Linked DNA regions of Mus musculus: region 1 is linked to region 2. A link is a contact called in public Hi-C data. All regions are on one chromosome and are shown on one strand. Each heading gives the region's core, a stretch centred on a gene start, on an enhancer-like site or on the middle of the called end of the contact. The rest is flanking DNA. Distances are from core to core; before and after follow the strand shown.

Evidence for each region. Hi-C and Micro-C count contacts between places; a contact is called where the count stands out from the background.
Region 1: a contact with region 2 is called in a Hi-C map of uterus, with 3 times the contacts expected there. The contact joins two enhancer-like sites. A contact is called at or near these places in 10 of 39 promoter capture datasets (the 3T3-L1 cell line, 3T3-L1-derived adipocytes, the HPC-7 cell line and 7 more), 2 of 484 Hi-C or Micro-C datasets (both in uterus) and 1 of 115 datasets of contacts at active chromatin or transcription factors (embryonic stem cells).

The regions. Positions count from the first base shown.
Region 1 is chr4:114,840,888-114,845,164 of GRCm38.p6, forward strand. The region is part of intron 1 of Gm33655 (a long non-coding RNA gene); the gene reads right to left. It overlaps Gm12830 (predicted gene 12830), which reads left to right. Exons shown (of 4, transcript NR_033617.1): 2 at 751-903; 3 at 4,101-4,230. It also overlaps the pseudogene Gm23230. Among named protein-coding and RNA genes, the nearest start is that of 9130410C08Rik, 18 kb to the left of the region's middle. Within about 2 kb of position 2,799, at least 45 of the 459 cell types and tissues checked have an H3K27ac peak or open chromatin away from gene starts, as enhancers often do. A contact at or near this core is called in uterus, where this site is marked.
Region 2 is chr4:114,777,467-114,782,014 of GRCm38.p6, forward strand. All of the region lies in intron 1 of Gm33655 (a long non-coding RNA gene), which reads right to left. Among named protein-coding and RNA genes, the nearest start is that of Gm12830, 42 kb to the right of the region's middle. Within about 2 kb of position 2,580, at least 49 of the 459 cell types and tissues checked have an H3K27ac peak or open chromatin away from gene starts, as enhancers often do. A contact at or near this core is called in uterus, where this site is marked.

The DNA.
Region 1 (4,277 bases), core at 1,549-4,048, 64 kb after region 2:
TATTGGTTTTAACATTGCTGTGAATATGCAGATCCACATCTACGTTTGCATTCATATTTATATCATTACTACAGAATAGTGTTGTATTGCATGGTGTTATTGTAGATGTAGTACTTTAATACCATGGATTCATGGATGCTTGAAGCCACATATTACTCAAAACTGATCTTTTTAGAAGCTTGGGACATTGGAATTACCATATCTTAGAGGCATGGAAAATTCAATCTGGCTACTCTCTCATCAGGCAGAATTGTGAGGTACTGAATCCAGAGAGCCCAACAGTCCAGGACAGAAGCCTCTCTCTTCATCCCACAGCTCCAGGCCAAAACACCCACTGGGAAACCTGGGGGGTCCCAGATGAACCCCTTGGCCCCATACTCCTATTCACAGACAATCCAGAATCCCAGGAATTTGTGACCACAGTGAGTGGAGCCACTGATTGAGCCTGGAGGATGATGAAATATGGAAGCTTCCAGAGTTAGCCTGGTGGGGAAGGCCACATTTTCTGTGTCATGTTCTATTGCACGCCAATCAATTACAGTGTGCCCTATATAAACACATCATGAGGGCTTTGACAGGGGGCCGGGGTGAAGTTGGGTGTCAGGGTAAAACAGGGGATAATAAAATCACTGGAGATTTATTCCTCTAAATTGGAAACTTCATGCTTACACCTGACTAAATCATCAGGCTGAAACTGGAGCCGACTCCCACGGAAAACACGTGTAACCTTATCCCATCTTTGTTTAACAGCGACCCATCAAGCCGCTGATGGGTTCTACAGATGCGCGAGCATCCTCCTTCAGCTCCCTGGGTTGTGGGGGTCTCAATCAGACCTGTCTTCACTGGGCCCACCCTATTTTCTGGTGGCTTTTGCAGGGCTGGAAGAAGGGGCCTTTCTTAAAGGTGGGTATCTCTGTGGTCTCCACACTGTGTGTACCAGCAATCATCCAGTGAAGCTGCATCCAGTGAAGCTGTCCTGGGGATGGAGGGATGCTGTTAAATAATAGGAAAAACAACCAAGACATCAAGAAGCAAACTCTAGGCTAGAAGCTGTCCATCTTACCTTCAAGTCACAGGTCTGAGAAAGCACCTGTGGTTAATGACGCAGCCTGCCTCTACCCTCACAGAGCTTACCTGAGGATTTGGTAAGCTGATGATAGAAGGTGCCTTAAAATTTATAATCGTGTGGTTTATGTTGCTTAATCTTCCATTTGAATTATGAAACACTGTATGTGGTCCCAGGAGGTGGTGTGAATTAACTAACCTCTGTGTTAAGGACTTTGCCTGTGTCCAGAGTTATGGGCCAGAATGGGGAGGAAGTCTCCGAAGGGACTCTAACCATTAATTTGCTATCCCAACTGTATGCTAAAACCCCCAGGGCTACAAGGGCTTAAGACAAGAGTCTATCTGATTCCCACATCACAGATAAGAACTACACTCTTTGCAGAGATGACAAATCAGGAGATCAGAGAGTTTAGGTAGCTTTACTAAGTCACACAATGATGAACCAGGGTGTCCCTCTATATTTGCTGACACCCACTCCCAAGTTCATTAATATATACAGCAAGTTCATTAATATATACAGCAAGAGCTCTGATAGAGAAAAGGTGAGTACTATGTCCCTGCCTCTCCCAGACCCTCCCTTTAGACCATAAAGTCTTCCGCACACCAACACACTCACCCCAGTGCACACAGCAGGTAGTCAGTGGCTGGGAGGCTGCAGCAGGAGGCTTCTTGCTCAGAAGAGGGACCCTAGGCTTACCTCCACCGTCGCCCTTTCGGTGGGACGGGGTGGGGGAGGGGAGGAGGAGCCCCTGTGTCATTTTCAGCAGCAGTCAGCAGAGCCTTACAAAGTGCAAGATGGCTTTTTTAGCCCAGCATAAGGATCTAGTTAAAAACCAATAAATCAGCAGTGAAATGTGCATAGCAGCCTTCTCCGTAAAATCAACATGGCTTGTGCCTCTGCAGGGAGCCTTCTGACTGCCGGCTGAAGCCTGGGTCGCGGGCAGAGCTCTCCTCTGTCCCGCAAAAGTCTCAGAGAAAGAGAGAGAGAGGCGGAGAGGGAGGGAGGGAGGGAGGGAGGGAGGGAGGGAGGGAGGGAGGGAGGGAGGGAGGGAGGGAGGGAGGGAGGGAGGGAGGGAGGGAGGATGGATCTCTTCTGCCCCTAGAAAAGAATCAGGTAACCCGGAGCGCCGCCAAGGAGGTGCCTGGACTGGAGATCTGCAATCCCCAGACATAGACGTGCCAAAAAGGTGTGTGAGCAAGGCCCAGACTGCCCTTGGCCTCCTCCTCCCGACACGGAAAATCGAATTAGGAGACAGCCGGGCTGGGACTGGATGGGATGCGAGGGCCGAGAGTCTCCCCAGCACCGAATCCGACCGCCAGCTGCAGGGAGGGCACGGGATCCCTTGGTGCAGACAGCCCCCGATCCCTGCTTCCCCTCGGGTCGGTATTTAATATCTGTAAAACTGCCACTTGGACTGCCAAGGTAAACAGTGTCCCTGGCAGTTCAAAGGTGAGCGCGCCCCAGCGCTCTCCCTCGGGCCGCGCCGCCAGCTCCGCATCTGTGCACCCCGCGCCACGTCTCCCACGCACGCTCCAGATTTCTCATTAAAATCCGCGACTGTGTCAACAGCGCGGCCTGGGCTCCGGAGCTGGAAAAGCCATTTCGCCGCCCCACCCGGCCCCGCCAGGCCGCCGCCTCTGTGCTGCTCCCCAGCGGGTCCCTGGAGGGTCCCCGAGCACGGAGCGCTGTCGGGCCCGGGCCAGGCCACCCAGCGGCAGTGCGAGCCCACCCGGCCCCGGCCCAACAGGTGAGAGCGCTGGCGACGCTCGGGCCTCCTCTGGTGACTCGCACCCAGCATTCTCTGTCCTAAATCAGGGTTTCTTGCAGAATCTTCAAGACAGCTGCAGCCCCAGACACACCTGGCCAACTTGTTTGTTCCCTGGAACTCCAACTCCTTTTTGTCGTGCTGATCTACAGCAGAGTATTCGGCCCTTGCCAGCAATAAAATTTTCTTTACAGGAAAGGGTGCTGTAAAGAAGGGCCGGAACACCACTGCAGTAAGGCCAGACTTCAGAAAGGGAAATCTAACAGTTGCCAATGGAGTTGAGACCCAGCTCTGACACACAGGATGCTTGCATTGCTCCTTTAGGAAAGGTAGAGGCATTGAAAGCTGGAGAGATGGCTCCACACTTGCAGCCCCCAGAACTCACGTAGGACTATTCACACATGTACAGCTCCAGAGGTTCTGGCATCCTCTTCTGGCTTCTGTGAGCATCCATAAACAGATTCATACACACACACACACACACACACACACACACACACACACACACACACTAAAATTTAGAATGGGGGGGGGGCTGGAAGGATTCCTTAGTGGTTAAGAACACTGGGTCCTCTTCCAGGTGTCCTGGGTTCAATTTCCAGCACCCACTTGGCAGATCACAACCATCTATAACTCTATTACCACAGGATCTGATGCCCTCTTCTGGTCTCCCCAGGCTTCAGGCATGCATATGGTACACAGATACACATGCACATGGTGCACAGACATGCAAGCAAAACAATCACAAACATACAATAAGATAATTTTAAAAATAAATCTAAAGAAAACAGAGAATAATGGAAAGATAATGGCACTGCCCACCTCCTCCAGCTCCCGGGACTCAGAACGACTCCGCACAGTAGTTCTTCTTTCATCAGTCTATATTTATTTATTAAGGCCCTCTTGCACAGAGCCATGAAAGGAACAGCTGGTAGTCCAGGGAAAACAGGAAGCTGACGGTAGGTCATGGAAAGGAACTGGAGAGTGTTGACAGGATGCCTCAGACTAGGCCTTAGGGAAGGGAGATGTAGCAGAGGCTGAAAGACAGAGGACAGAGGCAGTGAAAGAAGCTTCCAGGACTTGAAGGGAGCCTGATAAGGAAGGAGCCCTGAGGGATGGCACAGGCACAGAGACAGAGGTGGGGCTGATGGAGGGGGTGTGAGCCTTTACAAGGCATGGAACTCTCCAGGAACACCAACTTCTAGTGCTTGGTGTTTATGTATGCTCACCAGAACACATATGGTTACTTATTTTCCTTTTGTTTTACAGGGGAAAGTGGGAACAAAGCCTCCAACAAATTATACAGTCGAGTTTCTGTCGTTTGAGGAAATGACATTGGTCAGCACATCTGGAGTACAATGGATAAGCCTCATCCTGGATCTCCCTGCCTGGTAACTATGTGAGTTCCTATGTATGGAAATGTGTGTATTTAACTGTGCCCTGAGA
Region 2 (4,548 bases), core at 1,330-3,829:
TAGGAAGACCCTAGTGCCTTGCCTGGCCCTTCTCTGTTCCTCTTGCTGCTCCCCCAACACACACACACACACACACACACACACACACACACAAGGAGGGGTACTCCTGTTTCCCCAGTGAGAGGCTGCTTCCTGCTGCAGACCCACTGTGCATTCACTACTTGGCAGTGACTGGCCCAACACATGGAATGGAACCAGAACCTGCACCCTAGCCTGCTGCTTTATGCCTTCTCTGCCAGCTCCACCCCCAACCCCCATCCCCTGCCCATGCATCTGCAAACAGAAAATCTGGGAAGGTGGTCGGCTTTCCTGGCAGATGTCTGCCTCCAGCAGCAGGGCTGAACGGTGTAGCTGGGCTGGTAAAGGCAGGCTGCTGAGGCTGGCAGAGGGGCTGCTACAAGGAGACAAACACAGCACATGGACTAGCAGAGAGAAGGAATCTTAATTCTGGAACAGCCGACTCCCACGAAATTTCCTCATCAAGAAACAATGAAGACAACAGGCCGAGGCCTTCCTGCCGTGCTCTGCGCCTGCTTGTGGCTGCTGTTAATATAATCAATAGTAATAATAGCAGCTACCATTTAATGAGTCCCAGCTCTGAGCCAACAGCTGAACTTAGCACTTCTCAGACACTAACACCCCCAGGGCGTGAAGCATTATCGTCCCATTTTTCAGACGGTAAATTCCGAGAGATGGTGTAAATAGGCCCCAGCTGAGCAGGGGGAGGCCTTCCTCCTGCTGAAAAAAAACCAGATCTTCTGCACCCCCTCACCAAAGGAATGTTAACCAAAAGTCTACCAGGAAGCTGAATTCATCCCATCAGTAAGGTAGCTTGAACTCAGCTTCCTTCCTCCCCCCCCCCTCTTTTTGAAAGATTAAAATACCCCCAAACCATGCAGCCTTCAGCAATATGTAGTCTTCAGCCTTGACCGTATATCCTCTACCCATTTCACAGATGAGGAGAATGAGGCCTGAAAAAAACAAGTAGCTGCACCAGGCCATACACTCAAGTCTTCTCTCCTATGCCTCTCTCAGCCAGATGCCAATCCCTGAGAATCCACAGCAGTGAGAAACCTGGTGGGAGAAACATAATCCCTTTTCTTTAGTGGATAGACAGACAGCCTGAGCCTAAAGGGGTCAAAGAGAGCCCCCCTGTGTACCTGTGTATGAGTCTGCTGTTCACTGTTCAGATACTCTCATTTAAAATCCTGCACATGCTCATACATATATACAGACACACACACAAACACACATATATACACACATGCACACACATATACACAAACACACGTGCACACACACACACACACACACACACACACACACACACACACACACACACTGCTCTAAGCTCTGGCTAGGCAAAGGATCAGACACTATCTCCAGGGCAATCAGTTTGGGCAATCAAAACTGCAAACCCACCATTTGGTTTCCAACCCAAGTGAGGTCCAGCTGTGGTGCAATCTCAGGGCCATGAGGCACAGAGAAGGAGCCCTGAGCTGCCAGTCCCTCAGGAAAGGAAGTCTACATGGAGAGTCAAAGAGGGAGTGAAGCTGGGTCAGAAGGGCATGCTGGGTTGGCCATCACAGGCCCAGACACAGCATAAGCCACAGCTCATGTAAACAACAGGGACTCCTAAGGAAATTTATACCGGGGATATAGAGCAGAACCTGGGCTCTAGACTGACCAGGGGATCACCTTACCCAAATGGCAGTGAGGAGTTACAGCCGCAAGGACCCTACCTCAGGCGGGATACTAACAACCTACTTAAAGGTTCCCACAGAGGAGAAGGGCCTACCCAGAGAAATCCCAAAGTCCAGCAGCCTCAGAGACCAGCAGTGACAAGGATGTCTCCTGGCCATTAATCCCAGCATGTGTTAATGTTTGATAAATTGCCCAACAGTTGCATTAGCTAATAACTCCCCGAACAAAACCAGAGAGTTCATCTGTTTTTATAAGAGGCCCAAGAGCATCCTGGGAACAGGCACGGTGGTCGTGAATAAAAGAGAAACATTCATTTATGGTAATTGGTTTCAGCTCCTCTCTTGGCTGCTTGTCCTGACCTAAATGTATCCAGTTGTTCCCTCGGCCTGGCTCTGGTTTGGGGGTCACTCCTAATGGTTTAATTCAACAAAAAATGCCTGCCATTTCCTGTAACCCCTGTCTTGTTCCACCCGCCTCCCAAACGGTTTTCTTGCAAAGAGGCATCTCAGCAACCCCTCTGCGAGCTGTTTCCTTCTCACGGAACAAAGTCAAGATTGTTGACAGAGAAAAGGGTCTTAACTCCAGGCCAAGAGAAAAGGCTGGGGGAGGGGACACTCAAAGGTAATAATCATTTGTTTGTCTTCTACCCGGACTTCACAAAGCAGGTTTTGTCCAAGGCTGGTGGTCAGGGACTCTGACACACAACATGGCCCTGGTGACCAAGGGCAATTTACTGGGAGGGAACTAACACAAATCCTCATTCATGGAGTTGCCTCGGAGGAAGTGACTAGGAGGAACATTTGTGCCCAGCCAGCCGGCCCTCCCTATGTCCCTCCCACAGGTCTGAGGATGTGGAGGGCTGGGGAGAGGCTCACTGGGTGCTGTGAGTTTTGGCCAAACTTCAGGCCCAACCCTGGGTACAGCCTTCCTCTCCACGGCCAGGCTTTCTTTTCCACTCAGAAAAGCACGTGACCTCCGTACAGGGCAGTGCCCAGCAAGGCGTGGAACAGTTAGGTCCTGGTGTGCAACTGGACAGGCCTGCCCCTCAGGTGGATTTATGAGCTCTGTGGGCATCACCTCCCCGCCCCTCCACACACACACACCAGGGAGGGGGGCAGGGCGGAGGCAGGGAAAGGGTCTGGAATACATTGCGCCGTCCGCGGGGACAGCTTGTAAACTTTGTTGGGATGCATCTGGTAGAAAGGCGTTGTATAAATATTAGATCATTATCGGTGTATTGTGTTTCCCGCTCTGGCGGAGGAGGGGGGCCAGTGGGCCACAGATGCCTTTCCTCAAGCAGACAGCAATGACTTGTAGGAGTCCTTAGAAGGTCACTGCTTGCCCCTGGGCAGTCCTAGGAGGCAAGGTAGAGCCCAGAATCTTGGGGAAGCAGAGTTTAATCACCAGCCTAACTGCCAGAGCGGCACTGAGAAGCCTCTGCCTATCAGAAGGGGAAGAGGGGCCAGGACTGGGCAGGTGGAATGGAGAAGGCTAGCTGGCATAGGCAGACTGGGGCCACTTTGTTTCCCTACGCAACCCTGTCCCTCATTTCACTGGAAGTCCTTCTCTATCTAGGGGGACAGGAGAGAAACTGGCCTTGTGATAGCAGTGAATACCTGGCCTCCAGCAGAGCGCTTGAGATCCAGCCTAACTGGGCAACTGCTCACCTTCCTGAGCAGGATGTGGGGAGCTGTTCTTGCCTGGAGAGCTTTCTCACCCACAAGCATCCAGAAACTGCATCGGGGGAAGCCTGTGCACCCTCACACCTAAAAGGGTCTTTGCAAACCAATTGCAGGCAGCACTTCTCAGAGATTGAGGCCTAGACAGTACACCAGTAATAGCAGGTGACTGTCACCCCTCTTCATTAGCATTACTAAGCCACACCCCTGCTATAGAGTCCTGACAATGGCTCTCCACATCCACTTGAAGAAGATGTTACTGGGACTCTGACTGCTGTGGAAGCTAGGATCTCAGTGCTCAGTGCTCTGTGCTTTGACCACTCTGGTCTGCTTCAGGGTCTCCGTTGTCTTTCCCACTCTGGGCCACAGTACATGTTGGGCCCAGCTTCTCCACCTGACCAAGGTCCACTCTTCCGACTCTCAGCTCCAGTACTTGGCTCTCTATGAAACTTTCCCTGACCTCTCTTGGCACCCAGACTCCCTTTGTGTGCTCCTGGATGCAAGAGGACTGCTTCCTCCTTGACTTGCACTGCCTTGAGTTGGAACTGTGGGCTTACAGGATGACTCACACCTAGACTTAGGCAAGCACATCCTCTCCATGGCCCTGCAGTGCAGTGGGAACTCAGAGAAGGGATCGCAGGGAATTCCCAACCAATGAACTGCTTTGACGTCATTGCTGTCATCATTGTCGTGATAGCGGCTACCGGGTAGACATTTTATAAAACATCCATGAGGCCAGCACTAGCACAGTATAACAGAGAAGAGAACAACTGTTTCCAGCCTGTCTCACCTTACACGGGGTGATGACTCATACCTTCAATCCCAGCATTCAGGAGGCAGAAGCAGGTAGATCTCTGCGAATTCAAGGCCAGCCAAAAATATGCCTCTGCCGTGGGAAGCGCAAAGCTTGAAAGGTCTGGAGAGGTAGAGCTCTGCCCAAGAAGGACCTGTGGAGGAGGCTCTCTGGTTCTGAGTGCACACAAGACCCTGACAGAGATACTGGGCAAGGAGATGCTTTATTGTCTATGCAGATCCTCCGTGCCCTTGTCTCAGCACCAGGAAAGTTCCCCCAGCAACTTTGAACTGTCCACAACCTTGAACTCTGTTTCCATTGGGTTTCATCCAGAGTTCTCAGCAACTCCACAAGGAAGGTGTAGAATACTAA